2 separate regions of the Mus musculus genome follow, and region 1 is linked to region 2. Evidence: chromatin contacts called from public promoter capture Hi-C data. All regions are on one chromosome and are shown on one strand. The core of a region is the stretch at or near the end of the contact, and the rest is flanking DNA. Distances in the headings are between cores, read along the strand shown.

The links. Promoter capture Hi-C pulls out the DNA fragments that hold promoters and counts their contacts.
Region 1: a promoter capture Hi-C map of embryonic stem cells shows a contact between it and region 2, with 2.0 times the contacts expected there. The contact joins the enhancer-like site here to the promoter of H2ac1 in region 2. A contact is called at or near these places in 5 of 39 promoter capture datasets (cranial neural crest, embryonic stem cells, liver and 2 more) and 1 of 9 other capture datasets (macrophages).

The regions. Positions count from the first base shown.
Region 1 is chr13:24,513,785-24,519,536 of GRCm38.p6, reverse strand. It overlaps a transcript of Ripor2 not described here. Among named protein-coding and RNA genes, the nearest start is that of Gm22013, 30 kb to the right of the region's middle. Within about 2 kb of position 1,361, at least 15 of the 459 cell types and tissues checked have an H3K27ac peak or open chromatin away from gene starts, as enhancers often do. A contact at or near this core is called in embryonic stem cells, where this site is marked.
Region 2 is chr13:23,933,088-23,938,894 of GRCm38.p6, reverse strand. H2ac1 (H2A clustered histone 1) reads right to left here and starts at 4,458. Exons shown (of 1, transcript NM_175658.3): 1 at 3,982-4,458. The coding sequence starts at 4,433. The coding sequence ends at 4,044. It overlaps H2bc1 (H2B clustered histone 1), which reads left to right and starts at 4,739. Exons shown (of 1, transcript NM_175663.2): 1 at 4,739-5,170. The coding sequence starts at 4,739. The coding sequence ends at 5,122. Gm33516 (a long non-coding RNA gene) reads right to left here and starts at 5,458. Exons shown (of 3, transcript XR_382128.3): 1 at 5,172-5,458.

The DNA.
Region 1 (5,752 bases), core at 112-2,611, 580 kb before region 2:
ACCCCCCACTCTTCCACAAGTCCTGCCTGATGTTTGGCTGTGGGCTTCTGCAACTGTGTGTCCATCTGCTGCTGGATGAAACTGCTCAGAAGCTAGGCTCTCCTTCTCTGAGAAGGGGTGCGGGGAGGATAATGGAAGGAGGGACTTGTAGAGGTGGGACTTGGAGGAGAAGGGACTGCAATCAGGATGTACAGTGAATAAGTAAATAATAAATAAGAAAGTCTAAAAGTTCTGAAAACTCTAGAGCTCTTCTCTGTGAGGTTTGGAAATCATAGAATCTTTCAAACTCGCATTTCTGCGTCACCATGGACATATGAGAGTCATTGGAAAGCAGAAGTCTGTGACTAAAGTTCCCATCGCATCCAGGGAAGCCATTATATTGCATTCATGTATTTGGGGATGACATCAATTTCCATTAACGGCTATGCTCCTTGTTAGGTTTGTGAAATACCACTGTGGCGCCACCTTGTGGCCACTACCCAGAACGCTTACAGAATCTTGTACTTGACCATCACAGAGGTCTTGGCTCCTCACATCAATATTTTTATATTTAAAAAATAAAGTGAAATACAGCCTTGGAAAATCCTAAATCTAGAGAGAGCTTTTACAGTTTTTAGCTGAAGTGAACCCAGTGAGGATTCATAGTAGTTACCATGAAAACAAAATTAGAGTTTGTACTTGATATTCATTGCTAGATTTCCCTCAACATCATTGGGTTGTATTTCCACACTATTTCTTAAATAAAACTGGCCACTGGTCTGTAAAAGTTGCCATATTCCGTTTATGTTAATTAATTCTTCACAGGCCGTTTAACTTCTTTTTTTAAAAACTTGTATCCCTAATAATTTTTAATTAGTAGTAAGATCTCCATTGAGATTAGATCTTGATCAGGAAGGGGGAGGGGGGTGTGTGTGTGTTGTTTGTGTTTGTGTGTGTTGTGTGTGTTTTGTGTGTGTGTATGTGTGTGTGATGTGTGTATGTGTGTTGTGTGTATTGGTGTGTGTTGTGTATGTGTGTGTGTTTGTATGTATGGTGTGTGTGTGTTTGTGGTATGTGTGTGTGGTGTATGGTGTGTGTTGTGTATGTGTGTGGTGTGTGTGTGTTTGTGGTATGTATATGTGTGTGTGGTGTATGGTGTGTGTTGTGTATGAGTGTGGTGTCTGTGTTGTTTGTGTGTGTGTTGTGTATGTGTGTGGGGTGTGTGTGTTGTTTGTGTGTGTGTTGTGTATGAGTGTGGTGTGTGTGTGTGTTGTTTGTGTTTGTGTGTGTGTTGTGTATGAGTGTGGTGTGTGTGTGTTGGGGGTGGTGGTAAGTAGCACAGGGCATGCTCCATGCCTCCTGGCCATCCCCATTCACAGATCCTGGTGTCCTGGGGCTGGTGGGAGTTGCAGAGATCTGATTGAGGTACAGTCAGGGAGAGGGTGATTCAAAAGCTTCTATTTATTTAGTTTTAGAATCGTTCTAGACAAAGAACTGGAAAGAAATGCCCTTGGCATTTACATTTCTCCTACCTGGAAACAGTACTTGAAGTTTCTATAGAAATTCTCTACTGAATAAGAATGCTCTGGAAAACAGGGGAGGGGGTGTGGGGGTGGCAGGTGGAGGGTGGGGCACTAAGGATACTGACAGTGTGACCACTGTCAAGATGAGCCTGGCCTGGTGGTACATGCCTGTCATCCCAAGCTTGAGAGTCGGAGGCCAAAGATCAGGAATTGAAGGTCTTCCTTGCATTGCTGTCCCAGAACAAGAAAATCACAAAAGGAGGAGAACAGAGGAGGAAACTCACCGCCCCTCCTCCCCCACGAGCTCCCCAGGGAGGTCAAAGCCAAAGGTCCCTATGTCTTAACCTGAATGTCTGAGCTGGAAAGCTGTTTCACTATTCTAAAAATAAATAAAAGCCAAGGCTGGACCCTGGGTTTAAGACTCTGCACATTAAACCATCTGAAGGACAGCCTGGGAGGCGGTGATCTGTGGAACTCCTCCCAGCTTTGGAAACATTGGTTTTTGACTGTCAGTCATCCCCAGTTCCTGTGGTCCTTTAGTGAGTTCCGGCACGTGGGAAGCTGTGTTTCTTTGGGGTCAAAAGTCAGACTTGTAGGAGACTGAAGCAGGGATGGGTTTTGAGGTGTTGGTTTAATCCATGGGCTTCTGGGTTTCCAAAGGATGCTACATTTGCCCTCAATGCCAGCGTTCAGAAAACAAATTGTTAAGGGTAGACATCTTGTGTGGGATTAAAAGCCACAGGGATGCTCGGTTTTTCTAAATAACAAGTTTGTTTGTTTATAACAAGTTTGTTTGTTTGTTTGTTTGTTTGTTTCATGTAACCAGGCTGGCCTTGAATTCTCTATGTAGCTGAGAATAACATCTAACGCCTGATTTTTCCTTAATTTCCTGGTGTGCTATATCATAGACATATACCAGCCAATATGTTTATACAGTGCTGAGATCGAACCCAAGACCTTATACATAAGTAGGCTAACAACTACTCTACCAAAGGAACCAGTTACATCCCCAGCCCACACATGAACCATTTATGCCTGCATGCAGGTCTGTGTACCACACGTTTATAGCGCCTGTGGAAGAGAGCATTGTCTCTTCTGGGACTGGAATTACAGATGGTTTGAGCTGCCATATAGGTGTTGGGAGTCAAACCTTGGTCCTGGAGGAGCAGCCAGCAGAGCTCTTAACAGCCGAGCCATCTCTCCAGCCCCAAGGGAGCCACTTTTGAAAGCCTTTTACTCAGCAAGATAGTTCTATAAATGATTGTTACTTACAAGTTACAGACTGAACAAAACCACTCAGAACCCCATAAAAGCTTTCATTTCAGGCTACTGTGTGCAGAAAAGAGGGGCATTATTTTACTTCCATTTATTGACATGGTGATGGGGGTCCTTCTGTTAGATATTTGCATAGCTACAATATGCAGAGAAGACAGGATTGGGTTTCCCTTGGTAAGGCTTATGATAATGTACATGGGTGATCTAGAGAATATCTGTGCTAAGCAAATGAAAACCAACCACAGGGCTAGGTGTGAAAGGTTCATGTCTAATACTGGTGTCCAAGAGACTCACGCAAGAGGACTATCTTAAGATTTAGGTCAACCCAGGCTGCATAGTAAGGGCCAGACCAGCCAACGCTACAGAGTTAGGCCTTGTCTCATAAAAACAAACCAAAATGGAATGAAAAGAAGAAAAAGAAGAAGAAGAAAGAAAGGACAGAAGGCAGATTGCAGGCATGAGTGTTCTGAAGGACTTTGGAAGTTCAGCATGGCAGCCAGCGAGGCAGTCACTATAAATCCTTGGTTTTCCTTCAAAATGAGAATTGCCAGAACCCCTCAAACACTCATTATCCTATAAACACTCATTATCCTATAAACACTCATTATCCTATGGTGGTTGCTGTACATTTGTCTTCTCTTTTTGCTCTACTTTTTTTTTTTTTTTTTTTCTGAGACAGGGTTTCTCTGTGTAGCCCTGGCTGTTCTGGAACTCACTTTGTAGACCAGGCTGGTCTTGAACTCAGAAATCTGCCTGCCTCTGCCTCCCAAGTGCTGGGATTAAAGGCGTGCACCATCACTACCCAGCTACATTTTTTAAAGTTAAAAAAACCCAAACATATGCATATTTCTCAAAACCTCATTTGTATGAATTCCACAATATGAATTGTCACACAGTGATTTTCGAATTGGTGAACATTCCCTGTAAAACAGTGGCCCTCATCTTAAAAGGTCCTGGACAATTTCAAATAGAAAAAAATATATAGAGAGGAAAGTGTTAAGGATATGGAAAAAGATTGCCTCTGAAATGAAGATGGCGAGAGCCAAGAGGCTAGAGGCTGGGAGCTAGAGATTGCAGGCTGAGACTGGAGGGCAGGAAGCTGGGAGATAGAGGTTAAAGGTCAGGACTGGAAGCAGGAAGCTCTAGAGGCTGAGACCCAGAGAATAGCAGCTGAAGGCTAGAGGGGGCAGGAGCCAACAAAGGTTTGAATCTCCAGGAGACCATAGTTAAGGAGGGCAGTTTCATTAGACACTTCCTCTTTTTCTTTCAGCTTGTGTGTGTGTGTACGTGAGTGTGTGCATGAGTGTGTGTGTGCTTGTATCACTGCATGGATGAAGGTTAGAGGACAATCTGTAAAAGTTGATTCTCCCTCAGGGGACAGGAGTCTTGAACTGGTTGACTTTCTCTGCAAGATAAAGAATTAAAAGGCAGGAAAGTCTTGAGCACAGCAGATAGAGGTAGAGACATTGCAAACACAGCAGAGTAGCAGAGTCAGCGGTTAAAGAAAGACGTTGATTGGGGGGAGGAAACTCACAGGTACAGCAAGACACAGAGGGAAAAACCTCTCTGCCAAACAGAGGGGGCGGGGCTCAGATACAGAGAGGGGGCGGGGCTCAGATGCAGAGAGGGGGCGGGGCTCAGATGCAGTCTCTCATCTGGGGCTCGGGTTTAAGCATCAGTTGATGGGCCCTCCTCTCCTAATCTAGGGATGGTCAGGGTAAATGACAGGGTAGCTGAGAGGTCTACAACTTTGGTGTAAACATCTGGCTTTGAACTTGTCTGACCAGTCCTTCAGCATGCTGATCTCACTGGCTGGAGAAAAAAAAAAGCCTGCTAGTCTTTGGTTTTAAGCTGCCAGGCTTTGGTCTCTGGTCAGAAGGGCAAGGAAGAAGCCACCATCTTGGAAGTTGACTTATCCTTATTACTTACCTGTCTTAGTCATGGCCCCTCTCCCTATCTGTCTGTCTATCAGGCATCAAATGTCTAGTCTGTGGTGGTCTGAATGAGAATGGTCCCATAGTCTCATGGTCGAATGCTCAGTTCCCAGTTAGTGGGAATGTTTGAACACTGTTAGGAGACATGGCCTTGCTGGCGTAGGGTGTGGCCCGTTGGAGGAGTTATGTCACTGGGGGTGGGCTTTAAGGTTTAGGAAACCCAAGACAGGTCCAGTCTCACTCTCTTTTCCTCCTGCTTGCTGATGAGGATGTAAGCTCTTAGCTACTGCTTCCATACTATGCCTGCCTGCCTGCTTGCTGCTACATTCCCCACCACGATGACCATAGACTTAACTTTCTGAAACTGTAAGTAAGCCCCATTGAAATACTTTCTTCTGTAAGTTGCCTTGGTCATGGTGTTGCATCTCAGCAATAGTAACTAACTAAGACCTAGTCTCTCAGGTCCCAGGGTTCAAATTCAGGTTGTCAAGCTTGCCAGCAAGCATCTCTAACCACTGACCCTCCTGCCAGCCCATATTTTATTTTTGAAGTAGAAAGTTTAAAAAGAATTTGAATAGCTCTGACAAACTATTTCTTCATGCTTTATCTTCATGCAAGGACTTACTCCATGTGCTTGGCTGCACTGACAAGGCATCAGAAGCCCAGAGAAGTGACATGAAGTATCAGGACCCTGAACACAAGCAGCTTCCAGCCTGCTCTAGGTCTCAAAGGGGCAGAGTTCAAGAGTAAATTGCAAATAACCCCAAAGTTGGAAAGGAAGGCTTACCTGGGGAGAGTTGGGGCCCAGGGTCTAATAAAGTATAGACAAGTGTGCTGTGGCATCCATTTCCTCCAACATATCACAGAAGAAAGGGTTCCGTGTTATATGTTGTGAAGGAAGTAGGTCACCACATCCTTGGTTAAGCTACAAAAAGGACATTAGGCACGGACTCTTGGGCACTGAAATCCCATGAGCTCAGATGCAGTGTTGGACCGAGCTGGGTCCCTGCTCAATGTGAGGGTTGGGCCTTTGCAGATCTT
Region 2 (5,807 bases), core at 3,209-5,708:
CTGTTGGCAGCTTTCCTTGGCAGGTGCCTACAACCCTGGCATGTGTATTATTTTGTAGTCTCTACTGCAATCTAGGCTTCACCTCCTTCATTCAGTGGCCTTTCTGGACCCCCATGCAGGGTCTCCCATGGCACAGGCCTGACTTCAGCAGCTTTCCTTAACTGCAGAAGATTGCACTACGCCTTTACACTGGATTTTCCTTGATGAAACCAAAGCTGCTGAGTGGTTGCCTGCTGGAACCTGACTCAATTCTGAAATTACATTTTCATAATATTTCCATTCAGCCTTAGGCCTTTCTTTAAACTTCTCAATCTCCTTGAGCTCCAACATTACATTCCTGTGCTCTTTTATTCACAACCAATACTGAGTTGTCACAAAATCTACTCTTCACCTCCTATCTTAGACCCAAAAGGACATGCATGGTATGTACTCACTAATAAGTGGATATTAGCAAAACAGTACAGAATACCCAGGATACAATCCACAGAACTCAAGAAGGTTGACAAGCTGAAGGGCCCAAGTGAGGATGCTTCAATCTCACTTGGGAGGGAGAAGAAAGCAGAGGTCAGAGAGAGGGAGTGATCTGGGTGGAAGAGGGGAGGGGGAGGGGCAGGGGAAAGAAGAACATGATCAGGTACTGGTTTGTGTGTTTGTGTGTGTGGAGGGGGCAGTAATGAAGCACCAAGGGCCAGCAGAATGAATGGAAATATGCAACCTTGGGAAGTGGGAGGCGGATGGTAGGGGGACCCTCTAGAAGGTACCAGAGACCTGGGAGGTGAGAGAATCTCAGGATTCAAAGAGAAGGACCTTAGATGAAATGCCCTACAGTGGGGAGAGGGAACTTGTAGAGCCCACTTCAAGTAGAAAGACAGGGCATCAAGTGGAAGGATGGGGTTGCCATCCCACAGTCAAAAACTCTGACCCAGAATTGTTTCTGTCTAAAAGAACTGTAGGGACAAAAATGGAGAAGAGCCGGGCGTGGTGGTGCATGCCTTTAATCCCAGCACTCAGGAGGCAGAGGCAGGTGGATTTCTGAGTTCGAGGCCAAAGCGAGTTCCAGGACAGCCAGGGCTATACAGAGAAACCCTGTCTCGAAAAACAAAACAAAACAAAACAAAACAAAACAAAACAAAACAAAACAAAACAAAACAAGAGACTGAGGGAAAGGGGGTCCAGTGACTGGCTCAAATTGGGATCCATCTCAAGGGGAGACTCCAAGGCCTGACACTATTACTGATGCTATGGTGTGCTTACAGACAGGAGCATAGCATGGCTGCCCTCTGAGAGGCCTAACAAGCAGGTGACTGAAACAGAAGCAGATACTTTTACTCAATCAATGGACTGAAGTTGGGAAACCCCTGTGGTTGAATTAGAAAAGCTGGGAGAAATTGAGGAGGAGGGTGACCCAATGGGAAGACCAGCAGTCTCAACAAACCTGAACCCCCAAGATCTCTCAGACAGAGCCAGCAATCATGCAGCATACACTGGCTGGTCAGTGGCCTCTGACACATATACAGCAGAGGACTGCCTGATCTGGCCTCATTGAGAGAAGATGCACCTAACCTTTGAGAGACTTGAGGCCCCAGGGAGTGGGGAGGCCTGGCAGGGTATGGGTGTGTATGTGTGGGGGTATGGGGACATCCTCTTGGAGACAGGGGAGGAGGAATGGGATGAGAAACTGTTGGAGGGCAATGGGAGGGGGATAACGACTGGACTGTAAAAAAGATATACAAAGCAACAACAACCCACCAAACAAACAAATAAACAAACAACCCCCAAACTCTTCACCTCCAACAGATTCTCAGTCCATTTTATACATATCCTCCAGAGCTGGGTGTGGCTGTGAACCTGTGTAAGGCAGCTCTCAGTAGTCAGGAAGGAGGAGCCAGTTCAAGATCGGCTCTGACTACACAGGGAAGTCTCTCCTAACTTTTAAAATATTCTCATGCAAAAATAATTTGAGGACAGCACTTTGAGATTTATTTTGCTTCATAACTTGAAGATAATATTCAACCATTCTGACTTCAGTGGTCCCTAATAAGAAATCCATGACTTTTCAGAGGAGACAAAACTATCTTTTCCCTAAGATTTTTTCCATTTGGTCTCAAGAATTGTCACAAGCCAAATGAATAGTAAAAATATGTATGTGTACATTTGCCATAAATGTATAATAAATGTATAATGTATAATAGTGGCTAAAAACTAGCTCCATTTCAAACTGAATTTCAAACTAAGTCATTGTACATAAAAGAAAAACCTGGGAGGTAGCAGGACCTTCTTCTTGGCCTAAGGATTGTTAGGCGCAGGCTGCCTAGAGCATGCCCGACCCTCAGGCGAGCCTCATTAGTAGTTGAGTCTGGACAGCAATTTGAAGAGGAGACTGATCTTAAAGCTACCTTATCATCAAAAAATTGGTTTTCTGTTCAGATTGTGTAATTGTTACCCTAAAATATTGACCAGACACTCATTCTGCATTGGTAATCTCACCTAACTTTTGCTTGTTCGGGGGCAGGGAAGAGGGGGAGGTAGGTGTCTCATGTAGCAGAAGAATCCCCAAAGTTGAGACAGCTGTGGTTTGTGCAGCAGCTCTCAGATTGGCAAAGGAGGCTATTGTCACATTACTATAAATAAACTTGTTTTTACCTTTTAAATTGAAATTTTGTGTTGCAGGATATTTTATCATGCTGTGAACCTTGTGCTACTTATTGAAAAAAAAACCTGTTTCTAGTTGTGGTGTGGTTCAGCCCTTAGCACACACCATTAATTCCCACTGGTTGGGATACAGACAGGCCCTTAGTATAACATCTTTAATTCCAAAACAATGAAGGTAAAGTTAATTTGCAGAAGGAAGCACTTAGGTTTAAAAGTCTGGTTGAGTGGCAGACAAAGTGGTGAGTAAGATTTGACAGAATAGGATAGGCCCAATTCTCCCAAGAAGAGAGGAAAGGAAAGCCACTTAAGGGACAGAGAGAAGAAGTGTAACAGTTTTACTGGGAGAGTTTTATAGAGAGAGGCTGAAGAGAGAACAAGTAGACACAGGTGAAGACAGAGCAACCTAGAAGATTAGAACAGATTGCCAAATTAGTATGAGGCCAAGCAGAGTAATTCAGTAAGGAACTGAAAGAAGCTAGATTGAATCAGTCAGCTTGGAGACAAGTTTGAGCCAGAACAGCTGAGTTGAGTCAGTCAGCCCACAGCTCAGAAAGAGCTAGAAAGGGTGAGCTTATTCAGCAGTAAGTCTCAGAGGCTGAGAACATTCGAGGCCTTGATAAGATTGTACAGAGGCCAGAAGCTTCCAGAGTTAGGCCCAGCTTAGCAAATGGAGTCAGTAAGCATTTACAAAATGAATAAATAAATCAAATGGTTTTATTTTCTAGCTAAAAACTCTTAATACCCATTCTTGGATTTCAAAAAATTATGACAATTGGGCTGGACAGATGAAACAAATACTAAAAACACTCGCTACTTTTGCAAAGGATCTAAGCTTGGTTCCTAATATCCCTACGGCAGCTCCCGATGGCCATTTGCTCCAGTTGCTAAGATATCTAACCCTCTATCCTCTGTAGAGGATACTACAAGCAAACATTCATAAAAACTACAAGTTGGTAAGCCTTTTACTCCAGCCCTCAAAACTGACAGGAATAACTCATTTTTTTTTTTTCCCGAATGGGTTTGTTTGAGCAACATTCTAGGTTTTTACTCATTTTGTAGCACTGATACAAGTTTTTTAAGGCACTTTTGAGAAATTGCAGAACTGGATCATCCTGTGCTAACTTTCAGCTAAGAAGGAGCTGAATTAGTGGCTTACTTTTGAGTAATACTTCATTCACACAACCCTTAAACACCTCTACGTTCCTACCCTAATACTTTGCCACAGAAGGCCGTAGAATACTGTCAGTATTAACAGCTGGTAGAGGTCCAAATGAAGTCTGAAATTGACCGTCGTTGATTATACCTGTCATGCACAGCTTTTCGTGAAAATGAAGGTGGCTCTGAAAAGAGCCTTTTTGTTTTAAACTGATGGTTGCTGTCTTGTGCAGGAGTCACTTGGTCTGGGACTTGTGGCTCTCGGTCTTCTTGGGCAGCAGCACGGCCTGGATGTTGGGCAGGACGCCACCCTGCGCGATGGTCACGCGGCCAAGCAACTTGTTGAGCTCCTCGTCGTTGCGGATGGCCAGCTGCAGGTGGCGAGGAGTAATGCGCGTCTTCTTGTTGTCCCGGGCTGCGTTGCCCGCCAGCTCCAGGACCTCAGCTGTCAAGTATTCTAGCACTGCCGCCAGATACACTGGTGCACCAGCCCCAATTCGTTGTGCGTAGTTCCCTTGGCGGAGAAGCCGGTGCACACGACCCACAGGAAACTGCAAACCTGCCCTGGAAGAGCGAGACTTGACCTTGGCACGAGCCTTGCCACCCCGCTTTGTAGGACCAGACATGATTCTTCAAAAGTCTTAAAGCGGTAAGCGAGGCCCCCATGACCACGCCTATTTATAGTCTAATGGCAGCTTATGCTCAACACCTGATTGGCTGATTGATGATGGATTAACCAATTAGAAATCACAGCTTGAATTCCCCTTATTTGCATGCACCCAGCACTTACTGTCCAATCAGATTGCATGTACCCATACGTCATCCAATGTCCACGCCTATAAATACCCCGCTTCTCAACCTCAAGTCGTGTGTGTTTTCTCAGCAGTTGGAACTGTTTTGAGACGTTGGTGTGGGAAAGGTTACTTGAGCCATGCCGGAGGTGGCGGTAAAGGGTGCTACTATTTCCAAGAAAGGCTTCAAGAAAGCGGTCACCAAGACCCAGAAAAAGGAGGGCCGGAAACGTAAGAGATGCCGCAAGGAGAGCTACTCCATTTACATCTATAAGGTGCTGAAACAAGTGCACCCCGACACCGGCATCTCCTCCAAGGCCATGAGCATCATGAACTCCTTTGTGACAGACATCTTCGAGCGCATCGCGAGCGAGGCGTCCCGCCTGGCGCATTACAACAAGCGCTCGACCATCACGTCCCGGGAGATCCAGACGGCCGTGCGCCTGCTGCTGCCCGGGGAGCTGGCCAAGCACGCGGTGTCGGAGGGCACCAAGGCCGTCACCAAGTACACCAGCTCCAAGTGAGCTCGCAGGGCTCACAACAAACCCAAAGGCTCTTTTAAGAGCCACCCACCTCTTCTGTTGAGAGAGCTGCGTTTACTTGCTGGTCCTATACTGCGGTTGGGTGTGCGGGCTCTTGACTAGCAGCACCTGGTCCAGTCTGTACTTAGGGCCTGAGTCTCGCTTGCCATCAGAACAGCTTTTCAAATGTGGCGTTCACACAACAAAGTGATTCAGCGCATAAAGCTGGGGGCTCCCTGGCCTGATGTCTTTGTAGTGAGGGTGTCAGGCGTTAGTTTAGCTGGAAATGTAACAGTCGGTAGGGCTGCCTCATCTCAAATGCTTTTATTGTGTAATATGTTAGCCTCCGTCAACTGACAAACGGTAATAACGGCATTTCATGCTCCTGCCAAAATGGCGGCGGCGGCGTATGCTTTTGAGTGACGCCATCTCTAGTCAGAGGGTCGAGCTGTCCCAGCATTTAGATCCTTGGTATTTTTGTGATCGCTCTAAATGGGCACTGCTTCTTTCTAAACCTGACATAGCTTTAACATCATGTATAGTCTGGCTCTGATATTGAAAATGTTAACTGGGTAGGCTGAGGTAATGCTACTACTGAACAGAACCAGCAAGGACAGGAAGTTTAAACAAGAAAACCCTGCTCTACTGCACAGTCGTCCACCATCCTCTGCCGTGGTGATACCCTAGT